Linked DNA regions of Rattus norvegicus: region 1 is linked to region 2. The links are chromatin contacts, called in public Hi-C maps. All regions are on one chromosome and are shown on one strand. Each heading gives the region's core, a stretch centred on a gene start, on an enhancer-like site or on the middle of the called end of the contact. The rest is flanking DNA. Distances are from core to core; before and after follow the strand shown. Region 1 holds the start of Kif11 (kinesin family member 11). Region 2 overlaps Cpeb3 (cytoplasmic polyadenylation element binding protein 3).

Region 1 (4,948 bases), core at 1,002-3,501, 340 kb before region 2:
ATCTAACATACCACAGCCTAAGAAAGTCTCATATGCAGCTTATTAAACTTAATGAGACTGGCACAGGGAACACTCCTTGATAAAGACTAACCAGACAAGAAAAAGAAAACTATGACAAAACTATTAACAGACACATGTAGACGTTTTTCACTGGTAAAAAAAAAAAAAAAAAAAAATCTCTTAAGGCAAGCCTTGAAATGTAGGACAGTATGGTCAGAGATGTTTTATTTCTTAATTTGAGTGATAAACAAAAGCATATGTTACAATGATGCTTCTGCCTCCCTATTGCTGGGATTAGAGACCTGTATGTACCACCACAACCCCACCATTAGTGTTCTTCCCCCCCACCCCCACCCGGAGCTGGGGACCGAACCCAGGGCGCTCTATCACTGAGCTAAATCCCCAACCCACCATTAGTCTTCTTTATAACTTCTTATGACTCAAATATTTTGTAAGTAACAAAAGAAATAATAGCACACAGAAAAGATAATATTGTATAATAATAGTAATTATTATTACAAAATAATTGTTTTAAAAAAGTGCATTTGTTGTGTAAGAGCTAGCTTAGATTAAGAACACTTCTTGTTCCTCTAGAGGGCTGGAGGAGTTCTGTTTGTAGTCCCCACACCTGGTGCTGGCTCACAACCACCTGTAACTCTAGCTTCTAGAGGTGATGCTTTCTTCCTGTTCGACATAGGCACTCACATAGGTATGCAAATGCCGACACACATACACATTATTAAAAATAAATCTATGAAGAGTTTCTCTTCATAGCCCTGGCTGTCTTGGAACTCGATCTGTAAAGCAGGCTGGCCTCGAACTCAGCAATCCACCTGCCTCTGCCTCCTCAATGCTGGGATTAGAGGTATGTCCCACCACAGCCTGGCTAAATTCTTTTTTTGCTAAATTCTTAAGTGCATTTAATTTCCTGTTGATTAAAAAGAAAGTTCCAAATTAAGTCGCTAAATTACAGCTCCACAGTGCAGCAATTAAGTATCTTCGATTAGACTGGAGGTTGCTGCCACACCCCTCTCTCTGACACCTAGTTTAAAAACTTGGGTCTGGTAATTCAAACTCCAATTGCTTATAACTCCAGAACTCAGAACTAAGACAGGGAACGAGTCTGAGTTTGAGACCAGTCTCAGCAAAACAAACAAACAAACAACCACCAAAATGACATGTGGAGTGGCATACACTTGTCACCCAGCAATCTCAACTAAACGACCCAGACAGAGGCTGAGACAGCAAAGTACACTAACATATAGTTCCAGACCAGCCTCGGTAATACTACAAGAATTCAAAAAATTAAAAAATTTGGGTAAGTTATTTGTTTGTCAGTCAGGGAGTGCTGAACCCCCACATCCTTCCTCTACTCACAATTCTGGCTTTTGGTTTGTGAACAAACGCAGATTAAAAAAAAAGAAATATGCTGCACCACAGACATGTACCTTCGTTAGCTTGTGAGGTTCATACACCCACTTTACAACTTACCTTAACTTAAACTCAGTAATTTCTACTTGGTTAATAGAGATGAATAGGCCGTTGCCATCTACAATAAAGAACCATTACTCTTTTTGAGGTGGAAATAGCCCCAAGGCAAGCGCCAAACTACATACAAAGTAGATCTGAAGCTTTATTCCCGAACTGACAACTCGCACGGTGTAGCAAAGGGCAATGACAGATAAATTTTCGGCGACGTTGGCTTTTAGATGGGAACGCACTTTTCAGCGAAGAGCAACCATCAAATTCTTTGTGCCGCTTAACTCTATAACTAACACCAACATCCTTTCCGCTCCGAAACAAACCCTAATTTAGACCTGAACGTGGTAGCTTTTTTACCGAACAAAACACGGAGGAGCCCAGAAACCGATGATTTAGATTCCTTCAGAAAAGGTAAACAAATCGGCGCCTCTCCGGAACGGCACAGGAAGGAGCCCAACTGCGAAGCCTCCGCCTCAGAACTCGTACCAGCCTTTCCTTACCTGCATCTCACCACCACCTGAATGTTCTTGCCCTTTTCCTCTTTCTTCTTCGAAGAAGAACTCGGCTGGGACGCCATGACGGTCGAGCCAAAACCTGCCGGCCTGGCGGTGACTCCGACACAGTAAGAACCGGGCGCCGCCTCTTCTCGCCCGGTGCTGACCAGGGAAGAAGGACCAAGACTTGCAGCTCCGCGTCCCCGAGGTCCACGCAGACCTTTTGGCCGTGGCCACCGCCCCGCAAGAGCCGGAGAGGACAAACCTCCTCTGCTCAGAAACTAGCAACGATTCGGCGCCTCAATTTAAAAAAGGAAGACGACTTGCGGGGCCAATGGCAGAGCGGCGCGCAAGGCATCATGGGACCCCGTGTCGTCAACGTGGGTCACGGCGGGGCGTGGCTGGTGGTGCAGGCTGGTGCAAGTTGTCCGTTGTACTCTGTGCTGCCGCTGGCAGGCTTCTGGGGCCTGAGACGGCTACGTCTCCATGCTCGCTCGGCCCTGCCCGCCATCAGCCCTCAGAGGCCTCTCGCTTTCCTCAGAGGTGAGGAACTAGAGGACTGCTAAAGGTGTAGATGGGGGCCGGGGAAAAAGTAAGGCTGATTCCTCTACCTCAGTGGGTTCCCGGAGCTGCTTTTCTATTTCACGGGATCTTAAAGCGGTTTAGCCTCTGATGTCACTAGCGGGTGCCGGGAAGAAGCTTACGACCTCGCCAGTCCAGATCCCTGGGCCTCTGGGTTAAGCATAGCCAGCTGTAAATACCCGCGGAGGCCGGCCAAAGTGGCAGAGGTTAGTGAATCTCTCAGAGTTCAAGGCCACCCTGATCTACATAAAAAGAGAATCCGGGACAGCCAGGTATTGTCCCACAGAGAAACCCTATCTTCAAAAACAAAACAAACAACAACAAAAGAAAAACTAGCTCCAGAGACTTCACCGCCATCTCAAAATGTCCCACAAAAGGGAGCATACCAGATTTCTTTTTACCCTTACCTCCACCCAAACCTTTCTCACTTCAACACTGGTTTTTAACCAGAACCTTCCTCTACAACTACCTTACTCCAAGGCTTTGCTTCTCGTCCCTGAACGACTTCCCTTGATTTCCCACTTCTACCCTTCTCCTCCTCCCTGCTACTGCATTCACTCAACCAATACCCTTTGAAAAGCAAACCACAAACATTTGGGGACAGAGGCAAAAGGATCAGGAGTTCAAGATCATTCTTATACATTTCCAGTTCGAGGCCCCAGTGGACTACAAGAGGTTTAGTATCAAACTATACTATGTCCATCATTTTCTTTTGTATTCGTTTGTTTGTTTCTTTAAACAGGATATCTTTCTGAACACAAGGATAGCCCTGTGAGAATCCTCAGTCATCTTCCAGCCTTCTGAGTACTAATATTAAAAGAACGAGCTACCACTCCTGGCTCCTGGCTGGTTTTGTTGCTTTTTTTTTTTTTTTTTTTTTGAGAGGTTTGGCTTAAAATTATTTTTTATTTGTGTGTGTGTCTGTCTGTCTGCCTGCCCTCCAAGTGTGTGGTGGTGCCCTTGGACACCAGAAGATGGTATTGAATCCCCTGGAGCTGGAGTTAAAGGCAGTTGTGAACCACCTGCAGTGGATGCTAGGAACTGAACTCAGGTCCTCTAGAAAAACAAGAAGTGCTCTTAAATGCCCTTACCCATCTCTCCAACCCATGGTCTTCAATCTTACTGGGATTGGATGCAAAAGGCCTTACCATCCCTGTGTTTTCCGATGGGCTTAGGTGGCCCCTGTGAAAGGGTCGTTCAACGGAGATCCACGAAGGCTGAGGACCACTATTTGAAGGTGTTGTTTCCACTGTTCTGTATCTCCCCTTGTATTTGGTGTACCAGCTGCCTTGATGGAACTCTAGTCCTTTGACATTTTGGATGTTTTTCTTGTTCTCATCTTTCTGCCAGTTTCTGGTTCTAAAAAACCGATTTTTAGCTGGGTTGGTTGGACAAGCTTGTAATCTCAGTCTTAGAGTCTGGGTTAGCCTTGGATGTCTAGCAAGTTCAAGCCAGGCTAGGCTATAAGAAACCGTGGGAAAAACAAAACTTGACCACCCCTCTCTAAAGGAACTTGCTATTTGCTTCTTAATATGTAAATTTCATCTGGGTCCTGCTTCATATTGTTTGGGTTTTTTTTTTTTTTTTTTTTTGAGACAGGGTTTTATGTAGCTCAGGATAGCCTCAAGCTCACTAGCTGAGGATGACTTTGATCACCCTGCATCGACCTCCCCAGTGCTGAGGTTACAGCGTTTGCCACCATTCCCATTTATACTGGACTGGGTATCAAACCCATGACTTCTTTATGCTAGACCAGCACTCTACCATCTACACCCCTCGCTGGTTTCCCAGTTATCTTGAACAGACATTTACATACATTTATAGGGAAAGTAAATATATCCTTGGTGCCTGAAGGAAACCATTTAACATCTCATAGTTTGGGTTTCCTTGTAGTAAAATGGAGATAATGAAAATTATGTTATCTGATTTATCAGGTCTGCTGCTTGCTAGATACACACACACACACACACACAGTCCTGCAAACAGGAGTTGATGCAAAGAAATTCATTTATTTACAGCCTGAGCCAGAACTGAAAAGAGGAAAAGTTCTCGCCTCTCTGATTGGAAAGTGAAGCCCAGAAGCATTTTTATATAGGTCGAGCTGTAAGATAAATTATCAAAACTGCGGGATGATACCTTTTCCTGGGGGACAGCTCTGGACAGCAGAACTTCAGCCTGTCCCTGTACCAGCATCAATCTCCTGGGAAAGCATTAGGAAGCACTGAGGAGCCAACCTAAGGCTTTATGTATGCCAGGCAGGTACTGTACCATTAATAGGAAGTCCCAGGTTTTAAACGTGTGTGTGTGTGTGTGTGTGTGTGTGTGTGTGTGTGTGTGTGTGTGTATGTGAAATTTAAATTTTTTTCAGGTTTCCTGTTTTATTGTTAGGA
Region 2 (4,621 bases), core at 344-2,843:
TTGCTGACGGCCGACATGGGTCGGAGTACATCACTTCAACTGACCCGGCACAGCTATATGTCAAGGCACTTGGTTTGCTGACTCATCCTGGCTGTGAGGATGTACTGGGATGCTGCCCCTTGCCGTGGAGAGCATTCCTGATGGCTCTGCACTATTGTCCTGTTTCGTGTAAAATAAAAGGATTGTAGGATTAGGAGGAGAAATAGTCTTTTCTTGAAGAATAGGAGCTTAAAGGAAATGGGGGTGGGGGAGGGGTGCAAAAAACCAGGAAATCAGAAAGGGAGTTAGAGTTGACAGTGTCTCAGCTCTGAGCCTTGTAGGAGAGAAGTAACAGCCAGACGGCGGGGAGGAGGTGTCAGCTCTGGTACCTGAGCTGACCACGGAACTGCAGTGCTGACTTTTGAGTTCCTTTGGGAAAAACAGAGGGAACAAGATGCCTTGCAGCAGGATTTGTGTGATGGGCGTTTGTAACCTACAGTGGTACCAGGAGGATGAAGTCTAAAGCAAGAACCAACACACACACGCACACACACACACCCCAACACAGAAAACCTGAAGCCCTTTTCTGTTTTTTTCCTCCCCACCCCCACCCCACCCCAGGGCTGGGGTTAAAGGCCGGTGCCAGTATGCAAGGCCGTTGTGTTTTCTTTTATTCTGTGATTAAAGGTAGAACAAAAGGGGGCTGGGGATTTAGCTCAGTGGTAGAGCGCTTGCCTAGGAAGCGCAAGGCCCTGGGTTCAGTCCCCAGCTCCGGAAAAAAAAAAGAACCAAAAAAAAAAAAAAAAAAAAAAGGTAGAACAAAAAAGTACAAAAAAATACATTGACATTTTAATTTGGGAGTTTTTGTTAATTTTCATTGAACTCTTTTTAGCTAGTGGTTTTTATCATATGCCTCAGTCTAAACTAGTGATCCATGTTACATTTCTTAGTGTTTTCTGTAGTAGTTGGCTTGCCCTTAATTCTATTAATCACCTTTAGTTTTAAGTAAATAACATTTTAGTCTTTAATTTCGATCCCTACTTAACCAAACTGATTTGATGACATATATTTAATGAGGGTCAGTCTGCAAAACTTTTAATAATAAAAGATGTTCTTTGGACATCTGTCTAATATTTAAATATATTAACTAATTTACTAATATTAAATTTACTCTTAACTACTTAAAGTTAATTTCTGTGGACGTAACCTTTTCAAAATAATAACAGTTCATCACTCAGAAAGTACTTTGGCATAGGACGGTGATGTCCAGATGTGAACATTAGTAGGTGTTATGTTTAAAAATTGCATAGAAATAACTTGGGATATGCTGTGTTTAGCAATGTTGAACAGATTTCTTGCCTGTAAACTTCCTTCGAGTTTTTGATAAAGTACATCAATGAATGCCCTGAAACTCCAAAAGATAGTCAACAGCTTTCCCCAAGTAGCAGTGTCTGACATAGCAACCCCAAGGACTTGCCTTCTGTAGGAGACACAGGGAGACGTCAGAAGGGGGAACTCACACTTTCACCAATAACTTCATCTTACTAGTGCTGCATTCCTTCAAAGTTACTGTGGCATACATAAATGTTTATACCAGCAAGCTTTGTGTAAAACAGATTACTGACTCAGAGGATAAGAATTTAGAAGACACATAGTTCAGCCAAACATAGATTTCATGGTCCTCAGGAGAGCCTTCACTGGAATGCATAATTCAAAAAAGAAACTAAGGGAAAGTAAGTTTTGTGTTTTCTCTTGTAAATGCTTGTTGAGCATTGCCACTCTCAGGGAGGTACGAGTTGTGTGGAAGGAGCTTGTATTTCAGAGAGCAGCCATTTTGAGAGGGAAAGCCTCAGTCCATTCCCACACTACTCTGCTAATGCAGAATGTGCTGATGCTGGCCTATGTCAACTTTTCTTTAGCTCTGCAGGGTGCCAGTTCTGAGCAGCTGTTTTCCTGGCAGCAGCTGGGAAGTGTGGGTTTGGTGAATAGGGTTGATCAGCACTGCGTCCTGAGCCTTCTTCCTGTGAGCTTACCTAAGCTGTAAAGCCAAGAATAGAGCAAAGGGATGGAGTTGTGTGTGAGACGATCAAGTAGAGGGCGGAGCAAGTAGTGGTAGAAGGAAGACTGTGGTAAGGACAGCGGTCGTCAGGACGTTTCTAGGTCTTCTGCAGTGTTCCTTTGACCAGCTGAAGCATACAGCTGTTATAGAAGGTGTAATGTGTTTCCTGTAATGTTTATAAGATGAAAACAAATAGCTTTATATGGAAAAGTCATGAGACTTTCATTTTGAAACGAAGAGATGTGTTACCATTTGGATTCAGGAGTGCACAACACTAGTCTTAGCTGGATAGGAATTGGAACCTGGGGGATGATTGAGCTCAGGAGCTTTTGAGACCACCCTGAGCAATACATGGAGGCCAAAGGTGAATACCAAGAGGGTTGGAGGGATAGCGACCATGACCAAAGTCAGCCAACAGTGTGTGAGTCTGTAAGCTGCCTAAGAGCTTTGTCAGAAGTCAGGCCAGAAGGGGGCTTCTGTGCAGGAGGCACCAGAGGCAGTGGCACAAGAACCACTTCCCTCCAGGGTCGGGGAAGTATTGTGTTTATAATTAAAAGTTAGTGACGCACCCTCATGAAAGCATGAGACAACCTTTGTGGGAAATCTCAAGGAAGCAGTCACTTCGCCCAGTTGAGCACATCTTACAGAAATGACACTGGACTTTCTTGGACAGTAAAGGTGGATCACATCTGTAGCTAACAGAATGCCTAGCGGGCTTATGTTTTCAGAGTCTAACTTGGGGTGGTGATGAGAATTGGAAGAATGGAAGGTTGTGTGGCTTTTTGCTTTCTAATAAGAGAAAGTATAATAAAAGGGAAAAAAGCCTAGCCTGGGGTAAGGTAAACCCAGCCCTGTGAAGGACTGTGTGAATTGTTAATAAGGAGCAGTTCCAGTTTTAGAACATCTGGGGGCAGACAGAAGAGTTTGGCAAGGCAGGAGTGCCAGGCTTGCCAAGCTCAGCCATTGAGACCAGAAATGAATTCTGTGAGTATTAAAATATGGAAATTCACCTATATTGTATCCCATCTTAACCTGAGAGGGAGGGACAGAGGATAGGCATTAATTCCTTCATGGCAAACACCAGGTGGCTTCTCCCGCCCGTCTCCAGTGGCCACCCACTTGCTGACTAACCCACTGGGGACAGTGTCACCCTTACCTTTTAGGGAGAAAGGGTAGCATTACTTCTGCTTTGCTTGTTTTAAACTGTTCTTTGTAATCAGTCATGATTAAAAGGAATTTGCTTTAAGGGTAAGCTGATAAGATGCTTCATTTCTCAGTGTATGATAAATAGTATAAACTGTGAGCATAAGAAGCTAAGTAAAAAGAAATACTGTGGGCAGGCAGTGTAGTGGTCAGTAGGTAAAGATACTTGCTGCCTGACAATGCAGAATGCAAGCCTTCTGTCCTGAGGTCTAGCCTCAGAACTCACAGAAGAGCGGGAAGGAGAGAACTGACTCCAAAAGGTGTCCTCTGACTAATACACTCATCTGGTATGCACGCCTTTGCATGTATACACACACATCACACATACACACACAACCATTCACACTTGAATAAGAAAATTTTTAAGAATTTTAGAAAAGAAAATAAGCTGTAATGGTTTCTTTTCATATTCTTTGAACTTTTATGGGTTGGTGAGATGGCACAGCAGTTAAAGATGCTCGCCACAACACCCACTGCCTAAGCACTGACAACTTCTGCAGCAACAGCTCTCCTCCCCTCCATCTCTGTCTCTCTCCTCTCCTCTCACTCTGTGTGTGAGTGTGTGTGTCCGTCTTGTCTCTTGCATGTGCGCTCATACACACAACATTTGCCTTTATTTAATCAACCTTGTGTAGAAAAGTCAGTTTAATAATTAAATTAGGCACTATTCTCTAAGTGTCAGTGTTGGCTATCTCTGTAATTGTTTGCTAACTTGAGTGTTAATCTGTGTTATGTCATATTCTTTGAGAGGTAAATATTTTAACTTGGGGTGGTGATGAGAATTGGAAGTCCAGGCAAATGGATAATCCTTAGAAAATCCTCTTAATGTTTCTGTTCCTTCTAGCTGGATTCATTACAAAAAGTTAAAAATGGTTGTCAAGAGTCTGTGATGTGCTCAGATGAACTGGATCCAAACCTCAGGATCTGCTGAAGACTGCCTTTAATGACACGGGTGGTCTGCGCAGGGTTCATTTGTGTCTGGAGCATTGAGTGGCTTCCCCAAGACTCAATGGCACTTCATGCAGACCGTGTTAAGTGATTAACTTGATTTTGTTTGGGACTTGGATGTTCTAAAAATGTGCAAACAGTGGGTGTGTCTTGAGTCATCTTATTCTCATTTGGGGTTGATGGAAATGAAGTAAGGACCAAGTAAACGCCTTTTTTTCAGGTGCAAATCCGACCGTGGAACCTAAGTGACAGTGACTTTGTAATGGATGGCTCTCAGCCTTTGGACCCCAGAAAAACTATCTTTGTTGGGGGAGTTCCACGACCCCTTCGAGCTGGTGAGTGGAAATAGAAACACACCAAAAGCGCTGAGTCCCCATGCCTTAGCTCTCTGGCTTTCCAGTCAGCCATCCACAGTCTCCACTGGGAAGTCTG

Evidence for each region. A called contact is a pair of places that touch in the nucleus more often than the background predicts.
Region 1: a Hi-C map of the A7r5 cell line shows a contact between it and region 2, with 4 times the contacts expected there. The contact joins the promoter of Kif11 here to the enhancer-like site in region 2. A contact is called at or near these places in 2 of 12 Hi-C or Micro-C datasets (the A7r5 cell line and Schwann cells).

What each region holds. Positions count from the first base shown.
Region 1 is chr1:244,534,170-244,539,117 of GRCr8, reverse strand. Kif11 (kinesin family member 11) reads right to left here and starts at 2,251. Exons shown (of 22, transcript NM_001169112.1): 1 at 1,983-2,251. The coding sequence starts at 2,059. It overlaps LOC134483989 (a long non-coding RNA gene), which reads left to right and starts at 2,380. Exons shown (of 2, transcript XR_010061245.1): 1 at 2,380-2,764; 2 at 3,301-3,390.
Region 2 is chr1:244,195,828-244,200,448 of GRCr8, reverse strand. Cpeb3 (cytoplasmic polyadenylation element binding protein 3) reads left to right here. Exons shown (of 11, transcript NM_001419825.1): 9 at 4,410-4,524. Among named protein-coding and RNA genes, the nearest start is that of Btaf1, 120 kb to the right of the region's middle. Within about 2 kb of position 1,593, at least 14 of the 93 cell types and tissues checked have an H3K27ac peak or open chromatin away from gene starts, as enhancers often do. A contact at or near this core is called in the A7r5 cell line, where this site is marked.